2 separate regions of the Rattus norvegicus genome follow, and region 1 is linked to region 2. The links are chromatin contacts, called in public Hi-C maps. All regions are on one chromosome and are shown on one strand. The core of a region is the stretch at or near the end of the contact, and the rest is flanking DNA. Distances in the headings are between cores, read along the strand shown. Region 1 holds the start of Ice1 (interactor of little elongation complex ELL subunit 1). Region 2 has its middle 110 kb from the start of Adamts16.

Evidence for each region. A called contact is a pair of places that touch in the nucleus more often than the background predicts.
Region 1: a Hi-C map of liver shows a contact between it and region 2, with 2.5 times the contacts expected there. The contact joins the promoter of Ice1 here to the enhancer-like site in region 2. A contact is called at or near these places in 2 of 12 Hi-C or Micro-C datasets (frontal cortex and liver).

Annotation. Positions count from the first base shown.
Region 1 is chr1:34,464,367-34,470,446 of GRCr8, forward strand. It overlaps Ice1 (interactor of little elongation complex ELL subunit 1), which reads left to right and starts at 4,473. Exons shown (of 19, transcript NM_001427643.1): 1 at 4,473-4,774. The coding sequence starts at 4,694.
Region 2 is chr1:34,149,322-34,155,448 of GRCr8, forward strand. No RefSeq gene overlaps it. Among named protein-coding and RNA genes, the nearest start is that of Adamts16, 110 kb to the right of the region's middle. Within about 2 kb of position 2,715, at least 1 of the 93 cell types and tissues checked has an H3K27ac peak or open chromatin away from gene starts, as enhancers often do.

The DNA.
Region 1 (6,080 bases), core at 3,223-5,722, 320 kb after region 2:
GGTTAAGAAACCAGTTGCCTACCAATCAGATCAACTTTGGACATGTTGCTTCTAGAAGCTACAGATGTCTAGAGGCGGTGAAGGTGTGAGGTGAGAATGCAGGCCTTTACGTAGATTCTCCAAACAGCTGGAGAGCTGGAGGGACTGGACAGCACGGGAATCTCTTGGTGCCCTGGATAGAACACAGGTACCCTGAAGGGCTGAGGGCATGGACAAAGGACCACAGTTCTTGAAAGTCTAAGAGGAAATAGTCTCTCTCTCTCTCTCTCTCTCTCTCTCTCTCTCTCTCTCTCTCTCTCTCTCCCCTCTCCCTTCCCCTCCCCCTCCCCCTCTCCCTCTCCTTCTCCCTCTCTTTCCTTTTCTCCTTTTCTCCTCTTTCTGGCCTCTGTCTCTATTTGTCTCTCTCTCTTTGTCTGTCTGTCTGTCTCTGCCTGTGTGTATTTGGGCATGTATCTGTGTGCCCGTGGGGAGAAAGAGCATCTGCAAGTGTGCTCATGTGTAGAGGACAGAATTTGACCTTAGGTCTTTCTTCCATTTTCTCCAGCTTCACTTTTGAGTCTCACACAGGATCTGAAGTTTCTAGATCCTACTAGAATACCTACCAGCATTGCCAAGAGCTCCTTCAGTTTCTTCCTCCTAAATGCCCACTGCTGCATAGTGTCTTTGGCTTGGATGCCGGAGATCAGAACTCATGTCATGCCCCTACCTAGATGTTCTTTTTAAAGTACTGTCTTTTCTTCCTAAGAGCAGGCTGAGATAGGTCTTAGGCTGTTTCGTGTTGCCAATGCAACACAACAACTGGGTAAAATTTAAACAGAAGTTTACTCCGTTTATGGTTCTGGAAGCCTAAACCCAGGCGACAGCCTTCTTGTAGAGTCTCAAGGCAGTTAGTGTGGCACTGAGGATCAGGAAAGCAGATGCTTCCTCTGGTCTGCCTCTCACCCCTTCCAAAGACACAAATGATCATCTCAGGGGCACCACAGTGATGGCCATATCTAATCTTAGGTATTTCTCTAAGTCTCTTCACCTAAACAGCAACAACTGAACACTCATTGCTTTTTCTGTGGGGTGTTTTGCCTGCTGAATGCAAGAAAACAAATCCAAGGTGCCTTGGGCAGTAAAGCCAAGGGTTCTCTGGCCGCATTCTCTAAAAGGACTCATCCCAGCAGGATGCTGTGTCTACAGAGCAGACTAGCTCTGTAGCCTGACCACTCCCTTTGGATTTGGGTGCTTATTCTGCGCGTGCTTCCTCAATTCGCCTTTAATCTTAATCTCTTCCTGCCACTCTGCAGAGATGTAAATAGGTTGAAGCTTTGCTATTTTCCACCACTTTTGCTGGAGAATCTCTCCGTAAATCCAACTGAAAGTAGTCAGTATGAGTCCAGTATGAGTCGTGGTTCTGCTTAAATGCTTTGCTTTGAAATCTCCTCTAGCAAATCTAGAACGTCCTCCTAGTGACTCACTTTGCAGTTGAGTCCTCTACAAGCCCCTGGCCAAGTTGCTTGTGATGTTGTAACCAGGGTGATGTTGTAACCAGGGTGAGGACGACCTTTCCCCAATTCCCAGTAGGCTCCTCCTTTTCACCTGAGAGTAGTTCCTTACTCTCATATTCTGAGGCCCCGAGAACATTCCAGAAGATCCATTGGAACATCCTAGGTTCCTGTTCCTCCAAAGTTCTTCCTGCTTAATCTATCACTTACTTCAGACATGCCTATGTTGTTGGGTGCTTGCTGTTAGCAATCCCCTCCACACCTGGAACAAATCTAAGTTTGTTTGGTGTTTCTCGTTGCAAAATGCCACAGACTGAGTGATTTTTAAGAAGAGATTGATTAGGGTTCCCTGATGCAGTGGCCTAAGGCTGAAAGAGAACACCCGGCAGTGGTCTTAACTCTGGGGAGTCCCCAAGGCAGGGAATTGCAAGGCAAGGGACAGGGAGTGCCCCTGTGTGTCTCCTCCAGTCTCCCTCTGCTTTTCTGAAGCTACTGCACCCCATCATGGGGCTTCACACTGATGACCTTACCTAATCCTTCTTGTCTGCCTGAGTTTCTACTTCTAAATGCTCACCTAATGGTGTGGGTGTGAATTCCTATTCTCGTATTAGCACGCAAAAGGAAATAAGCTACCGCATGTGTTTGGGAGGGAAAGAACCATAGCAAGTTTTATTTATCTGTCTTCCGAGATAGATAGAGCCATCAAAGAATGTCAAAAGCTCACTTGTGGTTTAAAAAAAATGGCACCACACAATTTAAATTGTAGTATTTGCAAAATTAGTTAGCTAGTGGTCTACATTTTATTCCCAGCACTTGGGAGGCAGAAGCAGGCAGATCTTCTCTCCAGGTCGAGGCCAGCCTAGCTACAGAGCAAGTTCCAGGACAACCAAGTCTACAGAGAAACCCTGTCTTGGAAAAAAAAAAAACCCTAACAAATAAAAATAAGAAAAACTAGTTGAAATTAAGAAGCAAAAAAAAAAAAAAAAAGGAAGATGGTGTTGACTCAGGATTGCAGGAATAAATGGGGAGCCTGGAAGGCCAAGTGGGACAGTGGGACTTCCACACAGTTAAGTTAGCAGGCAGAGCGTTTCAGAAAAGAGACAAGTGCCGGAAGTGTGCTGCGGCAGAACACAGCTTTGCAGGCCCCTGCAATGCAGTGTTGCAGTTTTGCCAGAATATACTAGAGTGAGAGGGTGGAGGTTTCTTCTCTGCTAAGGCAATTTGCATTAAAAATAAATACATAAAAATAAACCCACCCTGATGGGAAATAAAATTACTGTGAAGATAAATCTGTATGGGTCAGAAGTAAGAACTGGACAGTTGTCAGGGTCAACATCAATTTCCCTGGTCCCTAATGGATGACATGGTTTGCTTCACAAGGCACACTGTTCTCTCCTGCATCTACTCACTTCCCCTTCTCTAACTGTCCCAGAAAGAAAGAGAGAGAAAGAGAGAGAGAGAGAGAGAGAGAGAGAGAGAGAGAGATTGATTCTAGATAAAGAAAGAGAGATAGTCTAGTGTCCTGGGCCCCAACCCCACTGTGAGACCACTGATCCTTGTATCCACAGGAATTCCATGTTGGAAGAAGGAAATGGTTGAAACCAAGGACCAACCAGAACAGAAGCCTATATCTAGACAAAGACTTTCCTCAAAGTTTTGGCAGCTTGTCAAAGTTTGCCTTTCAACAGAAACTAGAGCCAACACAATGATGGATTTATGATAGGAAGGGCCACAGACACCATGATTACTTATACATGCCTCCTGCTCTTCACTTAAACCTAAACCTGTGTCATGACTCTCAAGATGGACTTGAAGTCACAGCTGAGGGTGGAGGTAGTTACTGGATCTTTTTCTTTCTAATGTGATCACTTTGGATATATGTTTTTCTGTTTTTAACTATAAATTGTGTCCTTTAGTTGGCCTGTTGAGGTTAGGCAGCCAGGCCTAACTTTTTAGTTACCAGGGATTGGCTCTGACCCTCAACCCCAACCCAATGTTCTGCTTGTAGTCTTACACATTCTGTTGCCAGCCTCTGAGGAAACCTGGGCCGTCTACACAGACTGTGTGTCAGGTTATGGGCCTGTCTTGCTTGGGTGTGAACAACAATGACAAGACGTTCAGCTGTTTTGGAGTATCTGTTTGGTCTTTTCAACCTCAAAGAAGATAGCTTGAAGAAAGGAACAGTGTGCGAGGCGTCTGAGGTGTACTTTCCATCACGAGACATCATCGCCACAGGACCGACAGGTCTGGATGCCCTCTTAATAAATGCAACAGTATTGTTGAAATTTCAGAGATTGGGACTTTGTAACAGAAGACCAGGAACCGCCAGAAACTTCCTAGTAGACAGATACTGATGGCAACAAAGAACATTTCTGAGAGTAGTGGATACAATGTTAGGAGGTCCACCAGAGATCAAGCCCTGATTTCTAGTTGCTGTTAAGGCTGAATGTGGATCTTGCCTTTTCACCTCTCCAGCAGAAATGTGACCGTGGTTGGGAAACCGCTCGAAGAAGTTATTCCGTGTGCTATGTGCAGACACACCCCACACATTAGCTGTAGAGCACGGAGCCCTGGAGGATGGCCTAGGAGGGTGTTCGCCCCCGATGCCGCGAGGCATTCCGGGAATTGTAGTTTTTCTTCCGCTCCCTACTTGACTACTGGGAGAACAGTTCAGCTCTGCAACTTGCACTCTGCAGACCCAGGCTCGGGTCCTCCCTTGGCAGTAGGCATGACAATGACGTCACAAAACCCCGCCCCTTGGAGGCTAAAGGGATTTAGATGTCTACACAGGGCCTGTAATGAGGCAGCTGACAGGGGCGCACAGACAGTTAGTGAGGGCAGGACCTGGCTCTTGTTCAGCTCTTCCAGGGTGTGTCCTAGGGATTTGCTCTTTGTGCGGTCCCGCTGCGTGTTGGCTTTTTAATCAGGCGGGGCTGCGGACAGCCCTGATGGGGGCGGGGCCGGGTGGGGCGGGGACCTCGTGTGCTGTCGTCGCTTTAGGCCCTCCGGGCTGCGCCGCTCCTCAGTGCTCTGAGCTGCTTCGCTGGTCCGAGCCTTAGGCCGGCTCGACGGGGACCTCAGTGCACGCATGGACCTGCCCGCGCCCGGCGGGAAGCGGCCAGGCTGGCGGTGGCCCGGGCGGCGGAGCAGGGCCGAGGCAGCGGGCCCCTGAGCGCGCGCCCTGCAGGCCGGGCCGCAGCACCATGATGCCCGGCGAAACGCACCCGGCGGCGCCCGGGCCAGCCGACCTCGCGCGGTGTCAAGGCTGCGCCTCCCTGCAGCAGGTGCGAGGATCCATGGCCGACCGGTTTGCGTTGTTTTGGGGGCGGGTGCGGGTGCGGGTGCTTTGTTTAATCTCAGACCCAGAATTGGTTCAGCTGCTGCGATGCTGGCGGGGGACAGTGAGCGTGCTCTTCTGGGCTCCTTCTCGCCTGCGGGACTCAGGGGTTTGCAGGGCCGAATTGGGTTGGTGGGTGACGCTGTCTAAGTGCGGAGGGAATCATCCTCTCTGGGATGAAGGCCTCCTCGCACTCCTAATTATTTGTTGCTTGAAGGCAAGGGTTTTATGTTGCGTTCCCGGTTTGCTAGACTTCAAGATTCGGAAGATACATTTCAGCTTACACGTATCTATTAATATACCATCAAGCGTAGCTTTTGTTAAGTAGTATGTTAGTTGTCTGATTAAAATGTCCCAATGAAGATATGTAGGTCTGGTTAGTTTGTTACAGTGGCATGCCCTGTTCTTAACAATGAATCATTGCAGATAGGTTCTGGGCTTTACTGATGCAATGGAAGTAGTCCCCAGTGCTCAGTTCTGGAGACTCTCACAGCTTTCTGTCTTAAAGTCCCGTTCAATTATTGTCAGTGGCATAAGGGAACTCGCCCTTGCCCCTGTTCAGTTCGTCCCCTTTCTGCCTGGTGTTCTAAGTACTGTTCACTTTCTGGTAAGCCAACTGGACACGGATAAGATGAACGAACGTGCACAAGTACTACTCGACAGGCTTTTAGATGGAAAATGTAAGAGGGTCCTGGGTGAGGTGTTGAGGCAGTGGGAGTTGGAATGTTGAAAAGCAGCTCCGGATATCGGTTTTTAACAGGTGGGACGGTTTCTTGGTGTTGGATGAGCAAAGCCTGTGGAAGGAAGCCTTGTGGTTGGTGAGATAAGGGATGCAGACCAGGTAGTTATCTGTGGAAACCTGATTTTTATTGTAAAGTGCAATGTCTCTGCGACGATTCATATATTCTAGTCGTTTGGGGAATAGGAAATGGGAAATATGGCACTCTTGTATGGAGAAGATGGAGAACCAAGCCATGTTGTAGCGAGGCTACATCGTGTAGACATCTTATAACCCTCCCCTTCCTTTCCAAGGTTCTGAATGGCATGCATCTTTAATGGACCATATTTGTGTTTTGAGCCTATTCACTCAAATTTTTTTTTGTTATCCTACTGGTTTATATGTAAATGTATATGTAAAGAGAAGAGGAAAGTTATATTAGAAGTAACATATTGGTAACAAACAGGCAAAAAATAGGAGGGGCTTGAGTGGGTAAGAACCAGGCCTGAAGAGGCTGGGATTTTGTGGTCTTCGG
Region 2 (6,127 bases), core at 1,465-3,964:
ATCACACTTACTTAAAACACTGAGGTTTTTTAACTAGATTACATAGTCCTCAGACGTGAAGTTAGTGGACGGGAGTATTACGTAGCAGTGCCTGGTATGTGTTTCCTAATTGCTGTTCCAGTCTGTCTAACAGTCTGCTGTTAGTCTGTGGCTAAGTCTGGGGGCTAGTGATTCTCCAGAGTTAGTTTAGAAAGATTTGCTTCTGAGGCAAAGAATGGCAGTGTGAATGGAAACACCTGCCATGCCAGGAGGAAAGCAAGCTCACAAAGTCACTTTGAGATATGACTTGGCCCTGTTAGAATGTCTGTCATCAAGAAATCATGCACTTGCATCGTGGAGATCAGTATGGAGGACCCCCCCCATAGAACCACTATATAGTAAACTATTCTACTTGTCATGCAAAGACGTGTGAACACCATGGTAGGCATGTTGCCACGAGCCCCTTTGAGAACTAGTGCCCACATCCCTGGGCAAGGTAATGTGATATCTTAAAGGCCAATTTCAGTTGCATTTACCCAGTCATAAGGAATAAGGGGAATTCCACAATGTGATGTTAGCATTTTGTCTAAGTAGCAGACATATGGGCTCCTTACTTTCCATCATAACTGCTTGAATTTTCTAGGAACTCATGTCTCAGGCTAGCAGATGGTGTTTAAAATAGAATCTAAGCTAAAAATAACTAGTTAGCCTGTAGCCCTTCTCTTGGTTGTGGACTTTGGAGTGCAGATCTTTGAGTTTGTGAGAGTCATGGAATGATCTTACTTAGTCTTATTTAATTGTTACCAGCTATTTCCTAGAAGTCTCAACGTTTACAGCCTGTAAATAACTCTCAGAAAGCTGGTTCATCCCTGCCTCCTGCAGCTGGGTGCGTGAGCTGCACCACTCATTCCAAGGCCCTTTCGGGCACGGGTGCTTCCTGGAATGACCTTGGGAAGCCCTTGACATCTGCTAGTGGTGGGTCCTCAAGAGACTTCCTGGCATTACCTCACCAAGGGAGGACTTTGCCTCAAACGTGTCGTGAGTAAGCAGGGAGCCTTGCTCAATTAGAAGAGATGGACAAAGGCTTTCCTAATCACCCTTTGCCTCCTTCCTGAGGAAACAAAGGGCATCTATTTATAAAGTAAGGCTTGAGTGTTCCTGAGTGAACGCCATTCCAAACATGGGAGTCCCCTTGCCTTTGGCATCAGGCAGGGATGGGCCAGAATTCAGACTGCCAAGTTCTACCAGGCAGACCTTTAGCACCCTGTGTGTAGCTGCCCCCAGCTTAATGAATCCCACAGTGATTAGAGACCTGTTTGTCAGCACGGCAACACCATCCCATCATCTGAGGAGACAAGTCCCTAAAACAACAGGACCAACAAAGCCTCCAGCATTCTCCCATGTGTGGGTCATGTATAATGTGCATGGCATGTAATCTTGCACAATAATGTAAATCTTGACTCTAACACAATTCATTCAGTGACAAAGGATGTGTGTTTAAGGACTTAAAAATAGCACAGTGCTTTGCTGGCTTCCTTTGTAAACTAATTCTGCTTTAACTCATGTTGCTTTCACTGGCATTAAGATTCTTGTCGATCTTAATTGAGCCGTCAGATGAGGTTTCTTGCTCCTATGTTGTTCAAACTCCTGCTGGCTTGTGCTGATGGAAGGGCAGAATGCAGAACTTGCTTCTGAGCATCCCAAGTGCAACAGCAATAGCGGTTTGTGGCTGACCTGACCTTCCTGCCAAGTACCTCTGGATGCTGTCTCATGATGTGGAACACAATCTCTCCAAATCCTACTTGGGGAGATGAAAAAAATCAAAAAATATCTAAATCACCTCCCAGGAAAAATGTTCTAGTAGTTAGAGACAATGCAAAAGCATAGAGAAGGCATCTTTGACATGAAGACATGTCATTGCTGGCCCTGCAAGCATCCAGGTTGCCCTATCCCACTCTCATACTGAGCTCTGTAAGACAAAGGCATGCATGATGTCATGACTGTCACTAAGGAAACAGCAGCCCCAACCCCCAGGTTCAGCCCCAGCCCAGCCTCCCAGGGACAAGATCTCCTTTTTTATTGTTTTATTTATTTACATTCCAAATGTCACCCCCCATCCCAGTTCCCCCTTCAAGAGTTCTTCACCCCTCTTTAAGAGGTGTAATATAAATGTCACCTCTTTCCTCTTGCACCCAGGAGTATCAGGATGCCATTGATGCTGCCGTCTCTCCCTTCAGAGCACACGCCTTAACTCTTTTTTAAATTAGACATTTCTTACTGTCAAGCAAAACGGTTTCAATCAAATGGTTGGAGCCCTGGTATTTGAGGGCTTCAATATTGCAAACTTTGCCCAGCAGCGGCTGGGAGAGAAGTCAGGGGTGATGGGATGCCTCGAGCTGAGGCTAAAAATACTGCAACATTCGTGTCCTGCATCATGCTCTCTGAGTCCTGCACCCAAACTTGTAAACGGACCTGCAGGAAGTAGCCAGATGTCAGGCAGTAGACTTGCAGATGGACTCTGGAGTGCATTCCCACTGTGTAACTTCCTGTTAAATGAAGCAGTCTGCTTGCTTGAAGGCAGCACTGCCTGCCTGTCACAAGGCCCTCAGTGTAATTAACGAATGCCCCATGTAGGCCAGTGTCAGTCTCATGTCCTGGAACACATGGAGAATGGGACTGAGGCCCTGTCTCGTGTCGATGATTTTCCTGTAAATCTTATCTGTGAGCAAAGGAGCAAGTTGTCGTTTGCTCGCAGGCTTTCCCAGGATAGACAGTGAACACACTGAAGAGGGAGAGAAGCTGCCCACTCCCGAGTAGAGGCTCACTGCCAGCATAGTGTGTAGAGTGTCTTCCTTTAGTCCCACGACACACACTGTGGGATTTATATAATCACAATCTTCTTCATGAGCATCATTTCTTATCTATAAATTTATTGAGGTAGAACTTGTCTTCTTCTGTTTTCCAATCATATGTGACAGGACGGCATCAAGAAGAATCCTTGTTGCCTACAGAGAATGACCATTCTCAAAGCCAACACGTTTTCCCAGTATAAATTAACAAGGTTCCTGCGTGACAGAAACCGGACCTGTCAGTATCAGGAGCAATCTGCTGCCGTGAACTCTGTGTTTGAACTTTATGTCATTGCTTCTAGTACATTTTCTGGTTTGCACATAAAGTACTTATGGAGAAAATACAATTAAAATTCCATCAAAAGATAGAACCAATGTGTTTATGATAGAAATACCCTTTGAGCTAATAAAAGGCTAAGCTTTTGGCCCAAAGAAATTTTATTTAAATATTTAGGAAACTGATACAGTAGACTCATTCTTCTACTTTTCTGTCTCTAAACCCAATCAATATTCAATCAATCAATGAACAAATAGCAGAGAGAAAGAGAGAGCACCCCAGAAGCTCCTACTGGCTATGCCTTCTCCCCACCTAGGAGCTCAGGCAGGTTTCCTAAGAGCTAAAGCAGATACAGATGCTGCACTTGGGGAGCCAGCAGTACCCCAGCCACATCAGCAAGAGAAAGTTGCTTGTCCACACCCCTTAGTAAGCACTCTGCTGCCTGCAATTCCTTCCCTCCAATTTCTGCCCAACCATGGCTGTATATAGGACTGGAGACAGTGAGTGGAGCACCATAATTGCAGCTTGGATCAATGGCTGCTCTGGGCATTTGAACAGTAATTGATTTCCATATGTAGTATGAACTTAATTTAGTAATTATTTATAGACTCTGTTTTATGGGTACAGTGGCCCTGCCAAGTGCCACGAGTTGGAGACAATGCAGCCGAACTGATGCAGGGCTGGCCCAGTAGGAGCCTTGCCAGATCTATAACTGTAGTATTTACTCTTTAAACTCTGTCACTAAAGAAGTAACTGCCCCGATGGCTTATTGAGTTGGCGCACCATGGTGATATCACGTTCTCCTACACTTCTCTTAAAAATTCAGTGTGTGACTTGTAATGTCCCTAAAAGCTATGACATCATGCACTTACGTTTCAATATTGGGCTGATAATCTTAACAGTTCCAAGGCCAGTGTGGCTATATATTTGGGAGTCTCTCTCTCTGTCTCTCTTTGTCTCTGTCTGTCTCTCTGTCTCTGTCTCTCTCTGTCTGTCTCTCTTTGTCTCTGTCTCTCTCTGTCTCTGTCTGTCTCTGTCTCTCTGTCTCTGTCTCTGTCTGTTTGTCTCTGTCCCTCTGTCTCTGTCTGTCTCTGTCTCTCTGTCTGTCTCTCTGTCTCTCTCTCTCTCACACCACACACACACACACACACACACACACACAAACACTGATGGAACTGGTAAAGGTTCTCTACAACAGCTCCCTTTGAAGTTGGGGATTCACCTTGTATAAAGCCAGACACTGTCAGGCTCAGTCTCATGTTCAGGTCACAGTGCTATACTATCTTCTTGTCAATCAAGTATGAGTTACACTAGGTGCTGGTTGGTTTTGTATGACCTTCTGAAGCAGGTTCAGCTCATACTGTCAAAGCCTCTGATGACGCCCTTCTCTGCTCTCCTCTCTAAACCTCAGTGTCAATCTCTATTTGAACTTTTCCTCCCCCTCCTCCTCCTCCTTCTATTGCCCTCCTCCTCTTCAGCTTCCTCCACATTAAACTTCTGATTTTTTGAATGCCCCCCTTGAATCCCCTATCTCTACTCAGCTCCCTTCCCCAGTTCCCACTACAGAGCCTGCCTCCTCAGGAGGAATTCTTCCCAGATGAAGACTTGCATTGTGATATGGTTTTTATCTCTGCCCCTGGAGCCTAGGATTGTCCCTCTGGAGAGACTGCCCTATTGGCCACACATTCTGCAAAGTCTAAAGACCCCTGGCATCTTGATCACCTGGCCTGTTGGTGCAATGCTGACACCTAGGGGCCACTCAACATGCTGCAGGAAACAGACCACAGTGCTGCCTGGTATGAGAAGGAAAGTTCCAACTGGCTCTACTGAAGAGACCAAACAGGCATTTGTCATGCATAGGCTCCTGCAGAGTCACGTGTGAAGACTAGCATGGATACTGTGTACTCATGAAATGTCAACAATATGGCCACCTAAACAACACCTACACAATGACAATACCAGTGACATGCTGACATGGGTGAAGGAACTATCAGAAGCCCACCCCTAGATGAAGAGCTACAACCAATTGGTGGCTGCTGAGAAAGAGTGAATTCATTTTCCCCAAAGATGAGCCCCTTGATAAGTGATATAATCCAAAGGGGTCAGTTCTAAACAACAGTAAATGCACTCATCAAGTTGTATTTATATATTTGATTATACACACATACATGTGTCTGTATATGTAACAATAATAAAGAAAATGAGGTCATGCATTTGAGAGAAATGGAGGGAAGTTTTAGAAGAATAGAGGGGTGTGCACATATATGAAATAATTAAAATTTGGTACTCTGTGGGAATCTATATGTGCGGTGGACTCATCACCAGAAGCCTACAGAATGGCTTACCCTTCCCAGATTTTCATCTGTCCCTGGCCACTAGATTCCTGAAATATCTCAAGCTAGCCTATCTGGAGTTTCTAAGAGTGTTCTTTGGAGTGAACTATGACCTGGGGAGAAAATTTAGGATTCAGGATGGTGACGGTGGTTGCAGAGGACAGAGCTCTGTGAAAATAGGGCAGGATCGGGAGCACAGGCTCTCTGCAGTTGGCAAAGGCAATAGAGGCCTGAGAAGAGAAGCTTCCCACAGAAGTAACAAGCTGATACCTGAGGGAGTGGACCCACCCATCAGACATCCTATGGGTGAGTGCCCAGCACTGATGGTACACAGAGCTTGTGTTCGAGTTAGTGAGATGATCCTCATGGGAAGGATGCTTGCCTGAGAGTCTATACACCAGAGACATGCTGTACCACACAGGAGGCGCTCAGCAGATCCAGATTCTATCTTGGAGAGAAGGAGTGGAATACGAGGTGCTTGTGATATACCCTGCATTGGCTACTTTGTCTTGAAGAAAGTACACTGGGAAGATGCCTGGCAGGACATCTGTCATCTCTACCTATGGGAGGGCAGCCCCTCCAGATCAGAGAAGTCTCACATGTTTCAGCTTCAGAAGACAGGAAATAAAAGATATTTCTGCTACAGAGGATATGTCTAAAATATATTCTCTTGTAACGTGAATACAAAT